Regions from separate parts of the Mus musculus genome. Here regions 1, 2 and 3 are each linked to region 4. A link is a contact called in public HiCAR-type and HiChIP or PLAC-seq data. All regions are on one chromosome and are shown on one strand. The core of a region is the stretch at or near the end of the contact, and the rest is flanking DNA. Distances in the headings are between cores, read along the strand shown. Region 1 has its middle 15 kb from the start of Gmpr. Region 2 has its middle 9.0 kb from the start of Gm33958. Region 3 has its middle 38 kb from the start of Gm33958. Region 4 overlaps Dtnbp1 (dystrobrevin binding protein 1).

The links. HiCAR-type assays count read pairs that join an accessible place to other places. HiChIP or PLAC-seq counts read pairs in DNA pulled down with a chosen protein or histone mark.
Region 1: an H3K27ac HiChIP or PLAC-seq map of embryonic stem cells shows a contact between it and region 4, with 2.5 times the contacts expected there. The contact joins two enhancer-like sites. A contact is called at or near these places in 1 of 484 Hi-C or Micro-C datasets (bone marrow-derived macrophages), 3 of 115 datasets of contacts at active chromatin or transcription factors (bone marrow-derived macrophages, embryonic midbrain and embryonic stem cells) and 1 of 9 other capture datasets (liver).
Region 2: an H3K27ac HiChIP or PLAC-seq map of embryonic stem cells shows a contact between it and region 4, with 4 times the contacts expected there. The contact joins two enhancer-like sites. A contact is called at or near these places in 1 of 484 Hi-C or Micro-C datasets (cardiomyocytes), 3 of 115 datasets of contacts at active chromatin or transcription factors (acute myeloid leukemia and embryonic stem cells) and 1 of 9 other capture datasets (adipose tissue).
Region 3: a contact with region 4 is called in a HiCAR-type map of embryonic stem cells, with 5 times the contacts expected there. The contact joins two enhancer-like sites. A contact is called at or near these places in 1 of 484 Hi-C or Micro-C datasets (embryonic stem cells), 2 of 115 datasets of contacts at active chromatin or transcription factors (both in embryonic stem cells) and 1 of 9 other capture datasets (embryonic stem cells).

Annotation. Positions count from the first base shown.
Region 1 is chr13:45,491,225-45,494,630 of GRCm38.p6, reverse strand. No RefSeq gene overlaps it. Among named protein-coding and RNA genes, the nearest start is that of Gmpr, 15 kb to the left of the region's middle. Within about 2 kb of position 2,025, at least 11 of the 459 cell types and tissues checked have an H3K27ac peak or open chromatin away from gene starts, as enhancers often do. A contact at or near this core is called in embryonic stem cells, where this site is marked.
Region 2 is chr13:44,407,446-44,410,933 of GRCm38.p6, reverse strand. No RefSeq gene overlaps it. Among named protein-coding and RNA genes, the nearest start is that of Gm33958, 9.0 kb to the right of the region's middle. Within about 2 kb of position 1,368, at least 70 of the 459 cell types and tissues checked have an H3K27ac peak or open chromatin away from gene starts, as enhancers often do. A contact at or near this core is called in adipose tissue and embryonic stem cells, where this site is marked.
Region 3 is chr13:44,359,960-44,363,537 of GRCm38.p6, reverse strand. No RefSeq gene overlaps it. Among named protein-coding and RNA genes, the nearest start is that of Gm33958, 38 kb to the left of the region's middle. Within about 2 kb of position 1,442, at least 24 of the 459 cell types and tissues checked have an H3K27ac peak or open chromatin away from gene starts, as enhancers often do. A contact at or near this core is called in embryonic stem cells, where this site is marked.
Region 4 is chr13:44,937,723-44,941,107 of GRCm38.p6, reverse strand. All of the region lies in intron 7 of Dtnbp1 (dystrobrevin binding protein 1), which reads left to right. Among named protein-coding and RNA genes, the nearest start is that of Dtnbp1, 63 kb to the left of the region's middle. Within about 2 kb of position 1,282, at least 86 of the 459 cell types and tissues checked have an H3K27ac peak or open chromatin away from gene starts, as enhancers often do. A contact at or near this core is called in adipose tissue and embryonic stem cells, where this site is marked.

The DNA.
Region 1 (3,406 bases), core at 776-3,275, 550 kb before region 4:
TTCCCATGATAAGATGGGAAACAGAGACAAGAGACTCTGGAAGTTCGCTAAGGCTCATAAGCCTGCCCTGCCGAGCACTGGACAACAAAAAGGTCCTGTTTCAAACGAGGTGAAAGCGGGAAAGCGGGAAATGGCATCGAATGCCCTCTGACCTTCATACTCACACTATTGCATGTGTGCGCCAACCCCCATTGCCATGTTAAGGACTGGGCTTGGGAAGCTCGTTATAGACGCATTTATTTGTTGAGCTGCAGCTGAAGCCTCAAATATTCCTTTGAGTTACCATCCGAAGCGTTATTATCCCCTTCTTTGTAAGCTGTGGAGGTTGATGGGAAGGTTGACTGCAATGCTATTTCCAGTCAGGTTTATTCCGAGGTCATCGCCATTCTTTAGTGTCGCTCAGAGTAGCATCTGTGAGGCCTCACTGCTGACCTCACAGCCTTTCTCTTTTCCGCTCCAAATTTAGGTTCTGCTTATCAGGAACCAATTACATTCTTATATCCTGCCAGTATCCTGTCTGTTGTGACGGGAACCAGCCCAGCATGTCTCTAGGTGAACTCCGCAGGTCAGTCAAACCGCTGTCACTCAAAGCAGTTCTCTCCAATCACAGCAGACACTTTGTAGCGGAGGCGGGCCCATTATGTAAATGAACTGAAAAGCAGCAAAGGTGGAGCACCTGCCCTATGGGAACCATCCGGTTAGACTTCTGCAAGAAGAATATTCATAGCATCTTTATTAATCAATCACACATGGCCTTATTTTACATGCGCTTGTGTTTCAGGACGATTCATGCATAAAGAAACGGTAGGTTCATTTGCCTCACAGCCTGCCGCTCTAGCGCGCTCCTGCCCCACTGGAGCGTGTATAAATCGTACATATATCCTCACTCGGGCATATTACAATATCTTCAGCCCTAGGGATGCTCAGCATGATCCTTAAGAAAACCTTACCGCCATATTACTCACAAGAAAGCACACAGGTCAAAAGAAAAGTAAATAAGCAAACCAAAAACTAAACTGCCGTTAAGCATACCGTGAAGAGACTCTTGCTTACAAGATGAGTGCCAAACAAGAAGGCAGAATATTGACTGCTCCATCCATGAGTGCATACCCCGGGTGGCTCAAGCATTTTGCTGCTCAGTATCTATCTTTAAAGCACAGGGAGGTACAGCCAGCATGGGTTCGGGGACTGCAAATAAATCGTGGCACATAGGTTTTTTTTTTTTTTTCCCAATTGTAGAGAGATTGAGTGAAGAGTGTTTATGGGGCCAAGGTAGAACAAGAGAAACTGGGATCGCTGAGATGGGCTCTCTGGCAAAGATCACATAAGCCAGACAACCTGAGTTTGATCCCCTGGGACTCACAATGGAAGGGAAAAAAACATCTCCCAAAAGTTACCTCCTGATATCCGCGTGTGCATATACACAAGCATTGTGCACCAAAAATAACAATAATAAATAAAATAAAATAATTTAAAGTGGAAGGAGAATCCCTAAAACACATTTTGCTCACACTATCTTATTATATGTAATTTATATGAAGGTTTTTATAGAATTTAAAGGATAAGTTTAAGAAGAAAATTTAAAGATTTAGTCACCATGTGCTAGACCATACATAAGTATTGAAATACCACACTGAACCCCACTGTTATAAGGCATGTAATATATATATAATCAATAAATATATACTATACTAATATAATCAAGGTGAGTTAATAAAGTCAGGAGGTAATAGGAGAGGGTTACTTGATAATATAAACTCTGGCCATAAGAAATGATACATATTTGATTGGAATTCACCTGTAGATTCTAAAACCTGACTCTTCAAGCCAGGATCTCTAGGAATTGGTTTTTGGCTGTTTGCTGTTTCTATCCTGCTCAACCCTTCCCAGGCCAGCCCGGGGGTTCTCTGCAAGCGCACAGGCAAAGCCTGGCCCACTGAGAACTTGACTCCTATGGTAGTTTGAAGATTGGGCCCCACAGGCTCATCTATTTGAATGCTTAGTCATCAGGAAGTCCCACTATTTGAGAAAGAATAGAAGGATTGTGGGGCGTGGCCTTGTTGGAGTAGGTGTGGCCTTGTAGGAGGAAGTGTGCCACTGGACTGAGCTTTGAGGTTTCAGAAGCCCAGAGTAGACCGGCATCTATCTCTCTCTCTCTCTCTCTCAATCTCTTCCCTCTCCCCTGCTCCCCTGTCTGTCTCTGTCTCCTAAACACACACACACACACACACACACACACACACACACACACACACACACACACGTGCTCGCTCCTGCTTCCCCCCTCCCCTTTCCTTCCCTCAATTGCTCTTGCTCTCAATCTTGTTCTCGCTCTTTCTCTGTTTATGGAGAGCTACAACCACAGCACTGACATGACAGCCCATACCATCTGTACCACGAGTTACAGATCAGATGCCCTCTTCTGGCTTCCATGGGAATTGCATGTAGGTGGTACATACATAGACACACATACATTCATACATGCATGCATACATACAGGCAAAATACTCATAAAGTAAACTTTAAAAAAACATATTAATTACCATGCTTCCCTTGATGTCATGAGCCCTGCCCAGCAATTAGACATAGGGTTAAATGTGTTCTTCCTGGGCTGCAAAGGAGGATCCACGGTGCCCTGGCCATGACCTCTGATTCTTAAGGAATTTAGCAATCTAGGAAGGCAAGCGCTAGGCTGCACTGGAATAGGGCAGGTGGGAGCATGGAATGGTACGTCCTCCAGATCTGAAAATCACTTCTCTGTCCTAGGAGGATTTAGAGTTAGAAAAATACCTGAGCGTACCCACCCCATAGTATTCTTTTGATTTTAAAGTATCTGTTCATATTTGGCATCCTTGATGCTTACTGTGCTTAAGAGAATATGGCCACTGGAGCAATAGGTTGGCCAGCTGACTCTAATTTAAAATACAAAGTTGAACAATTGAGTTAGATTTGCTATTTTAAGTTAACCTTCTTACCAGATTTAAGTGCATAAAAAAATATTTATACTTTAATTTATTAGATTTTATAAGAGTTATTTAAACACACGGGGATAGCTTATTTCTTAAGTCAGATAATTGAAGCACAAAAAGGAAATTTAATACTTAATATATTAAATTTAAATATCCAGGGTAACTATGTCAAGAATAATTTAATTTACAGAGAGGACTAACCACTTTTCATAGATTTGCTAGTGTCAGATTGTACTAGACAGAATAATATAATTAGAATTATAAACCTGAAAATTAAAAAAAGTAACTCTTGGCTGGATATGGTGGTTTATGCCTATCATCTCAGCAATCCAGAGATTAAGTCTAGAGTTCAAATCCCTCTGAGCTATGGTAGCAAACCAGGTTATCTCTAATATGAGACTTTGTCTCGAGGGTCAAGAGGTGTTTTGGGTTTTTTT
Region 2 (3,488 bases), core at 119-2,618, 530 kb after region 4:
TGGTTCCCTTTGGCCACTGGGCTCTAGGGTTCTATCACCCATTCTGTTCTGAGTGCTACTGAGATTCCAAGTGACTCTATGGGTGGTACAGCCACTCCACAGCCTCTGAGCCCAAGGGATTGCACAGTATCTGCCACCTCCCTGCATTCTTTCTTAGTTCTATGGGAGCCTTTTACCCACAAGGTCTCATGGGCACTTAAAGGAATTGCTTTTTTTCATAATGTATCATGTCTTTCCCCCTCCCCTAACTAGCTCACAGCTTCTCTCTCCCTCCCTCCCTTCTCTCCTTCTTACTCTCTCTCTCAACAAAATTAAAACAAAGGGCGTGGCGGGGGGGGGGGCAAAAAGACAGAACAAAAGAAAGCAAGAAGCTCCCCCTGCCACCCCCAAACCAACAACATGGAGTCTGTTTTGTGTTGGCCAACTGCTTCCTGGGCATAGAGCCTGTCTGAGTGTGGTTGATAAACCCAGGGCCACTCCACTGTAGCAAGCAGATTTCCCCTCTCCCAGGAGTTCTCAGTTACAAAGAGCTTCTCAGTTAGAGGTGGGACCCTGTGTCCACTTCTGCTCTCAGGGCGGCCATTTTGTCTGATTTGAACACGTGCAGGTTTTGGGTCTTCTGCCACAGTCTCTGTGAGTTCCTATTGGTCCTGTTGCGTCTGGCAGACACTGTTTCTTTAGAGTCTTCCTCTACCTTTGGCTCTTAAAATCTTTCTGTTCCTCTTCCGCGTTGATCCCCGAGCGTGGAGGGAAAGGGTTTGATAGAGCATACCATGTAGGACTGGGTGCTCCAAAGTCTCTCATCCTCTGCGCCTTGTCCAGTGGTGGATCTCTCTGTTAAGTCCCATTTACCACGAGAAGACGTTTCTTTGGTGATGGCTGAGTGATTCACAAATGTACCTCAAGCGTGCGTATATACAACCAAGGTGACATTGGCTGCCGGCAAAAGCCAAGCCCTAGATACAGTAAATGGTTTTTAAAAGCAACAGAAAGGACAGTGAATGTGAACACCTACAGGCAGTGCACAAAGTGAGTATGGGTGTGACCACCTCTAGGGACCCTAGCTCAAGAGAAATTGAGCACCAGACCCTGGGGTTTGTCTGAGGGTGAGGGGGGAGAAGACAATAGAAGATGGGAGCTCCAGATTAGCACAGACTCCTATCTTCAACGCCTGCTCCTTCCCGAGCACAGCTGTCCTCTTGCTTCAGAGACTCCGGCAGAACACGCCTGCTCCTTAGGCCCTTGTTAAATACTCTGTCACATGGAGAAATTCTCCTGCAGGCAGGTGAGTCAGAGTTCACAGCTGCTAGATGGGAACTCTCTGTTCTGGTCTGGACAGGAAGCATATGCCAAACCTGAGCAAAGTCCTCTTGAAATCTCCCCTGGGAGCCGCCTGGCAGTGGCTCTCTAGCCCGGAGCTTGGCCCGGGAGGAGCAGGAGTCTGTCTTGTTTGCATTTCTACAGGCACAAACTGATTGCTAAATTGAGCGGTGGGCGCTGGACCCGGGGTTGTTAATTTCCAAAGAGAGCTGAGAACTCTGGTGAGGTTTTGAAGGGCTCTTTGGAGCAAAGTACACCTGTGTGTCCATGGGGACTTAATCCCTGAGGTTTGGGGTTAGCCAAAAGCTGAGGTTGATGGGATTTCACATTCCTGAGAGGCAGTAACTCCGAAGTTTATATATAGTTTCCCAACCACACGGTTCCAGGAATCCAGTGGGTGCCTGGTTAGAAACCTGAGCTGTTAGACTTGGGACTTTTTTTTTTTAAATCTTAACCACTGTGCTAGATCCTTTGATAATTCCAGATGAGTGAACTCCACCAGGGACAACCTTGAATGCTCTCAGGAAGGGCCTGTTTGGCTTTGTGTGTGTGTGTGTGTGTGTGTGTGTGTGTGCGCGCGCGTGCAATATCCTAGGAATCCACAGGTTGAGATAAATAGGACCATGAATGATAAGACACACAAGGTTAGTCATTAGTGTTACCCAAGCCTCAACCTTCTATCTGCTTGGTGACCTTGAGTTAATCCTTTCACTCACTGGGAATGTGAGTTGATATCAGCACAGAGGCTGCCAGAGGTCACTTCGGGGAAGAAAGCTCTGAACTACTCCTAAGGAAAAGGAAGATAAAGGATGCACTGGGAGAACTTCTGGGATGGCATAATCGGTCCATTAGTCTCATCGGGAGCGCAGAGACCACCCAGGAGCTCCAGTCTCAGAGCGTACAGTCTTACATGAGAATTCCAGACTTCAGAACCCACAAGCTCTCCTACCTAAGCGCTGTCAATGGACTTTCAACTTGAATTATCTTGGTGTGGGCTGTGGGAGATAAAGCTATGTTAGGTCTGGACCAGTTCTAAGCTGGAGAGGGGGCTTGAAAGTAGTTCTGTCCACTGAATTACCTCATATTCAGGCTGCATTTGAATGGAACATTTGCATATCTACACTGCTTTCCCCTAGTGCAAGATCTCTCCAGACTTTCAAAAGGTACTGACTTCCCCAGCCAACTAGAACCCTTTCTTTGTCCTTGGCTAGAAAAGGCCAGTTATTAAGAAACCCAAATGGTTTCTCATTTTTTGTTTTGATGTGTTCTGTTTAATAACAGTTGGGTCTGACCTATTATATTCTTTTTGTGTCCATTGCCTCTTTCTCATATTTTTGTTTATTTATTTATTTATCTTTGAGGCAACCTTAGGTATCAACTGCTGTTGATCATACTCAATATGGATGCAGAAAGGTAGAATGCTGCATAACGTCCATGGTGGTCTGCAGCGGAACAAGAAAGGCTGCTTTGAGAGCAGGTTTCTAGGTGTTTCTGTCTCCCCTGCTCTCTAGGAAAATTCTTTGTTTGGTCTTTGCTCCAGTCAGAATCACAAGCAAAAAATGGAGCCAGGCAGATCCTGTGTTATGTCTGATTCTGAGCAACGATGGTTATTTTTCAAAGGAAAATAATCCTGAGGCATGAACTGTGTCGTTTTCTGAAGTTCTGGCGCCACAGTCTATGTCATCTCCTTGCTTCCCTCAAACAATGCTAATTACCCCGTATCCTGAGCTCCTGTTGTCTGTTCACTGGTCAGCAATCACTCTGTCAGAGAGAGATTCCGCCACTTTCCTGACACCACTTTTAGGCATAAGAGGAGAGGGTATCTCCCATGTGTGTGCCCCTTCACAGATTCTGCAATGAAACAAGCTGTTTTAATGATTTGACTGCAAAACTACTCATTTTGCCTCAATCCCTTGCCTGACACTGCTCTGGCAAGAATTATATAAGGACCTCCCTGCCAGTTTGGCGATTGAGGTTAGTGTTCCTTAATTTGGGAGCTTGAATTTGGAAGGCAAAAAAAAAAAAAAAAAAACCTATTGTAACCCTTAACTGAAAGTTAGCATTTCCTTCAGCCAAGGGTGTGGTAACAAACCACAGTTGTGCTAACATGGCAGTTATTGCAAGGATCTTAAAATACCATTTTCTTCCATCCCTCCTGAGACATTATA
Region 3 (3,578 bases), core at 193-2,692, 580 kb after region 4:
TGCTAAGTCAGACACAGGTGGGCAAGGAATGGCCATTAAGGGGCTATCCATAGCCCAAGATAAGCTGTAACTAGGGCTTGTGGCAGAGCTCCTGAGGCCTGTGCTCCTGGCACCCAACACACCCTCAGCTTTATCACTCACCCACTCTGGCAGGATTAATATAAAATTTTACCATTATCTGCTCCTGGGTGTCCATTGTCAGCCCACATTGGATCCCATGAGTGAGAGGCCAGCTTTCACCAAACTGAAAGACAAAGCAGCCACAAGAAAGGCCTTCCTAGTAGCCCCACCCCACCCACATCAGGAGGTCCTGTTCAGCAGGCACAATGGACTCTGCAGCTCTAATGCCTCGTTTGCCTTAAGCAGACACAGGAATTTGCAAATTTTGAAACCAAATTCAATTAACACCCTCCCCTTTGAGGGTATTTCTTTTTTCTTTTCTTTTTTTTTTTCTTTTCTTTTTTGCCCTTCCAAAGTCGTTCACCCCATTTACTTGTGGCAGGTTCTCAGACACAGGCCATCCGGAGTACTGCCCTCACCCTGTGCTTCTTTCTCTGTAGTGAACTAAGAGGTGAAAGGAAGCCCTTTCCAGTCTGGATATTCACAGGAAAGGGCCGAGTTATCCTCCGGAACGCCAGAAGACCTGATCTGACCCCAAACTGTGCCGTGAGAGGAAACAGATGGGAAAAGAAAAGATGGACTTTCAAAAAGAAATCCTTTCTTATGTCAAGAGGATTCTGTAGAGAGCTGTCCCCCCCATCCCCACCCCCCAGTCCCAAGAATGAGGGGTTTCCAGGAAAGCCCTGTGCAGCTGACTAGCCAGCCCTAGCAAACTGGTAGAGTTGCAACAGACTGCATGATGGGGCGTATTACAGTCATCCATCGGTTTTGAAGACGTACTTGGAAATGGTGGTGAGCCAAGCCTTCCCTCTCACTGTTGCTTTCCCCTCCAGAGGTCTCGCTCCGTGTTCATAAACTATTTTAATTCTTCACGTTCACCAAACTTCTGATGAGGCGAAACAGCCAGGTCTTTACGACTGAGTCCTGGTTCCCATCAGCCTGCACCTGATGGGAGAGACAAGCATTCGCGGTTGCTTGTTTTTACAGCAGGGTAGAACTGGCTCAAATGTAAAGCAGATCGGACTGTCCTCAGACAGGGTCACAAGGCTGGATTCAGAGTCTAATAAAAATAGGGGTGAGGGAGTCTTTCAAAGGCCTGGGGAGCATATACATGAGTGAATGTATGTATACATGGGTGTGCTATTTTAATGTTGCTGTTGCAACAAGTGATGCGGTAACTTTAGAGATTTCCTGGGTTCCCTGTGTGTGTGTGTGTGTGTGTTCAATTCAAAAACTAAGCTTTTCTCCGCAGGACAGGAGGTGACTAGAGTTGAGAGTGAAAACTGCTTCCAGCCTGGGTGGCTGGGATCTTTGCCCTGAGAAGTGCAGTGACTGGTTGATAATCCAGTGACGCTCTTGTCGTGATGTGTACCCAGAGGCTGTAGACTGACGGAGGTGGTGGCTTGTGTGCAGGAGATGGTTCAGTTGGTACAGTGCTTGCTCCAGCAATGGCATAAAACAGCCAGGATGACACCATAAGCCTGTAATCCCAGAGATGGGGGAGGTGGGAACAGAAGAACTCCTGGGGTTCAGTAGCCAGCCAATCTGCTTAAGCCAGGGAGTTTCACATTTAGTGAGAGACCCTGTTTCAGAAAATAAGACGGAGAAGAATTGAGGAAGGTCCCTGATGCTGACCTTTGACCTCCATAGTCATACCAACACACACACACACACACACACACACACACACACAGAGACAGAAAGACACACACAGAGAGACAGAGACAGAGAGAGACAGAGACACAGAGACAGAAAGACACACAGAGAGAGGCAGAGACAGAGACACAGAGAGACAGGGAGACAGACGCACAGAGAGAGACAGAGGGACAAGAGAGACAGAGACACAGAGACACATACACTCAGAGACAGAGAGAGACACAGAGAAATAGAGATAGAAACACACACACACACAGACACACACACACACACACACACAGAGGTATAGAATTCAGATTCTTCATGATAGAAGTTTGGGCTTTTGTTTTGTCCCCTGTGCCACGGACTGTCAGTTACACACAGTTTTAAATATGAAAGGCAACTGCCAACTCTGCAGGTTAAGTAAAACCCTCGGAGGTAATAACATGCTGTATAAAAGTATCACATGCTGGTAGGATCTATTCACGAGATACCCATGCTAGAATCTTCTCTCTCTGCAGGCTTGTCTTCCTCTCTCTTCTTCTCAAAGGCTTACTCACTCTATGCTTGTACACGACGACGACCGTTCTCCCCTCTCCGCTCTCGGAGATCTTATTTTGAGCAGCCTCACTGGAGCTGTGTTAAGTAGGCCAACTTTCAAGATCCGCAGCGTCTGTCCTGATCAAAGGGGAGGGTGATTCGCTGATGTTGGCAAAGGGATTATTTCATAGGAAATCCTCACCGTGTCAGTGTGACACGCATTTGGGAAAAAGAAGGCTAGAAGTCACTGGTCCCCGAGCAGCTCCAGAGCTGGGAATCTTTTCCATGGGATGATTTCATTCTTCGTCTGTCCCTCCCTCATTGAAACTGACACCTGGGAAATTCCCCGGCTAATTTGTTTTGCATTGTGATTTTTTTTTCTTTTCTTTTTTTTTTTTTTTTTTTTTTTTTGCCACCATACTGCTCATTAGGAGCCTGGCCTGCAGGTTTATCCCTGTAGCACGACTCCTCTCTGTCTTTCTGATCCATACCTGCTGAATCCTCCATTTCAACAAGGCATAGGTGAATTTGCTTTGCCCCAGGACTGGGCAAGTTGAAAATATTTAAGATTTCTCCACTCTTGCTTCCTCTGATTGAAGAGTAGCCAGGGAAACCAGGATACCTATATCCCTTTAGAATTTGTAGAACCAACCTTGTTAGAGGGAGTCTTATGAATTTGTCACAGTTGACATCTGGCCTGAAGAGGATGGAGCAGTTGCAACACTCAGGGAAGGAGCTATTTAAAATGAATGTATCTACTTCGAGGCATATCCCGTGATGGATTTTTAGCATTTAAAAGACTTGTGTAAGTCTTCATCTTTAAGATCTCTGACCTGTCTCCCTCTTGGGGGCCAGGAAGACAGTGTGTGAAGGCAGGAGGCACTGTTTCAAACACTGGCAATAGCTATGCAGTGTACAATCAAGACAGGTAAGCATCCTGTTAAAATGTAGGCCCCTGAGGTTTGGTGGTGGCCAGGCCCAAAATTCTGCTTCTATGAAGGTGTCAGAGGGTGTTCATGAGTCTAAATGATCTGCGGCTTCCTTCCTCCTTAGCCGTGGTGGGGGATGGGCAAAGGTAGCAGAAGATTCCTCCCCCAGGTTGGAGAGCAACTGCCAGCATTCTGCTCCTTTGGGGGCCCCCTTCGAAGGTGTTTGGAAAGAATGAACTAGCTCTATGTTTTTAGGAGCCAGCCCGTGGGAGCCTGGAAAGAGAAGGGATTCCGGAAAGAATGAGATGAGGCAGATACAGAGACAGATAAAGACAGGCTGAGGCGGGCCGTCTC
Region 4 (3,385 bases), core at 33-2,532:
TCCCAGCAACCACATGGTGGCTCCCAGCCATCTGTAATGAGATCTATGAGATCTGACGCCTTCTTCTGGTGTGTCTGAAGACAGCTATAGTGTGCTTACATGTAATAATAAATAAACCTTTAAAAAAGAAAACATAAACTATGGAGATCTTCATTTATCGTGGGTAGATCTTAGGATAGACGTTGCTGAGGTGTGTGCTGAGGTTTGCTTACCACTCCTTAGAGAAGTCGCTGATTTTCCCAGGACGGCACTGACACTTTGCATCCCTGCTAGCAGTGTGGTGCAGTTGCAGCTTCTGCCTCTCCGGGTCTGCACGGGGTAGTGTGATTTGTTCTGGTTTTGCACTGCTGGGGTTTGACCAAGGATACCACATGCTCAGGAAGTGCTCTCTTAGGGAGCTGTCCCTGAGCCTTTACCTGCCTTCTTAGACTAGAGCCACAAGAGTGAGTGTGTGATAGCTCTGATGTGGATGGCTGACTAATCACCACTGCTATTGGGCGTTTACAATGCTAACAATACGAAGGCTGGCAAGGCCAAGTCACTGGTGATAAGCCTTTGAGACTAATGCTCCGTGTTAATACTTTCTCATCAGTGCCAGTGTCTCTGAGAGAATCAACTTCAGTTCAGGAAGGATTTATTTTGGTTCATTGTTCAAAAATAAATAAATAAATAAATAAATAAGGCTGTTTGCCAGGGAAAACATCCCAGTGAGTTAGTTCAGTTGGATCTGTGGTGACAGGCAGGAAGCAGCAAGTTGGGGGTAGACTAGAATAGTTACTACCATTAAGACCCCATTCCCAAGGGCTGGAGAAATGGTCCACCTCTTAGGAGCATTTACTGCTCTTCCGGGGGACTCAGGTTCAATTTCCCACACCCACAAGGCAGCTAATTCCACTTCTAAGTAATTTTATGCTCTCTTCTGGGCTCTTAGGTGCTCTGTATGCATGTGATAATGCTTTAGAAAACAAACAAACAAACAAACAAAAACCATCTTCCAGAGGTCACTTCTAAGTAGGCCCCATTTCAAAAGCCTTTCCAAACTCTCAAAACAGCCACCAACTGGGAATTAGTGTTCAAACCCTGTGGGGACATTTTACTTCCAACCATGATATCCTTGTTCCACAAGGCAGCCAGTCTCTGCCTCCTGGTCTGAGCCTTCCCACAGTTTCTAATTCCTGGTCCATTCTGTGAAGAAGTCACTGCTGCATGCTCTACTGTTGCTCTACTATTGTGCACTGAGCTTCTCCGGGGACGCAGCTTCTTCATCGTGCGGGGGCTGTTTCCTCAGAGAATGTGAGCAGACACACCCTTCTCCCATGACTGTCCTGGGAGAGTGTTTTCCTTACAGCAATGCAAAAGCAACTGTTCATTTACTATACCAGTTTTGGATCTGGATATATATGATTTATTTAATTCCAAAGATGGGAGGAGAAAGACCACCAGCTCAAATCATCTTGTCCAAATTAATTAAAGCAGGCAAATAATTAAAGCAAGCTTGTTTTAGGCGTGTACAAGACAGCCTCCTCCTAGGGCGGGGTTCTAGAGGTCAGCCTTGGGTATGAGGAAGACAAAGCTCTTATGACTCAGTGGTCAGGAATTTCCAAATGGAGGATTTGGCGGGCAAAATAGGTGGGGTTACAGAAGCAGAAAATAAGCATAGCAAGTCAGTTATGACAGCCCCTGAAACAAAGACTGCCCTAACCGCAGGCAGTCATAACAAGGTAGCCATACCAACCCTTTCAAAACAAAGGTAGAGCTGCAAGATGGTGGTTAACCCTTTGAAACAAAGGCCTGCCTGCCATTCCTGGAACAGACAGTTGAATACCATGTGTAGTTAAGGTTACAGGTGGGCATAGCCCAGTCCTTGAGAAACAGAAGTTTCATCACAAACAGCAGTGAGCCTAGTTTGTCTTTACTGTAAGATGGCTTTTAAGCCTAAGACAGAGGCAGACTAGTTCTTTAGTTTGCCAATATTTTTCTTGTATAGGGATTTTCAGTGCATTTTGAAGTATAAATAAGACCTTTTGTTTTGATGGAGGTTTTGGTTGGTTGATTAGTTTTGAGGTAAAATCTCTCTAGGTAGGCTTGGTTGGTGTGTACTTTCTATGTAAAGTATGTTGGCTTCAAACTTGTTATACCTCTCTCTATCTCTGCTTCCTGAATCTGGGATTACTGGCATGAACCACAGTGCTTAGCTTCAAGTGTTTTCATTTTGACAGTTTCTTTTAATTTTTTTTTTTTAATCTGCCTTCTTTCCATATCCTAGAACTCTGCTTCACTCGAGACTGAGGCTCTCCTGTTCTGTTTAGAGGTTTTTGTAATTGTCAGGTTCCATTTGGATGGGAGGTCATAGAAAGCTGTGTGAGGGAGTAGTGTTTTAGCTCAGAGAGGGGCGAATACAGTGTGTGGGTGAAACGCCTCGTTTGCCTATCTGGGTGCAGTTCTTAGGCTGGAGCACAGTACTGCTCCTGGAAGTACTGCATGGAACCATCTCTGCTAAATTAGCCATAGACAGAGAGTATGACCAGAGTGGCTCCACTCTGCCTTCCAGAACAGAAGTGGGTCAAAAGCCAGCTCTGGTAGCTCATATCTGTAATCCAAGCATGTGGAAGGCTGAGGCAGGGGTATTGCCATGAGTTTGACATCAGCCTTAACATCAACAACAAGAAAAGTGTGCATAGTTTGGGGAAAGATCATTGCTGTTTAGGAGGCTGTTGACCAGGCTCAAGAAATACAGTCAGCTTCGGCCTGCAGGAATTAGAACAGTCGAGCCTGATTGTTTGAAATCTCTCAAGATGGTAAGTGGGTTAGATCATAACAGTGTCTGTGGCTTCTACCCCATCCACTAGGAAAGGAGGAGCTGCTTCCAAACCTCCACACAGCAAGTCATTTTAGACCTCTCCAGGGCTGGCTTGCTTCCCTCTTCAGAAGATCTTTGGGGTGGGTGTGGGGATTGGAAGCAAGTAGGTTGTTAATCCATGTATCATTTTTTATTTTAGTTGTTGTTAATTTTGTTTTAAGATAAGGTCCTTTTTATTTAGGACATAGGGAGGGGAGATGAGGGAGTAGAGGCAGAGAGAGAGGGGAAAGAGAGAAGAGGGGGAGGGAAGTGTAGAAGGAGGAAGTGGAGGAGGAGGAGGAAGAAGCTGACCATGAACACATGGAGGGGGTGGAGAGAGAAGAGACAGAGAGGGAAAAGAGGAAGAACAAGAGTAAAGCAAGGCCAGGGTTGGTCTCAAGCTCTCTAAGGATGACCGTGGACTGAGCCTTCTCCCCCACTTAAGTGCTAGAGTCACCACCCTGCCTCACCTACGTGTGTGCAGGCAGACCAAAGGTCAGCTTTAGGTGGTGTTCCTACGAAGCCTTCTACCTTGTTTGTTGAGAC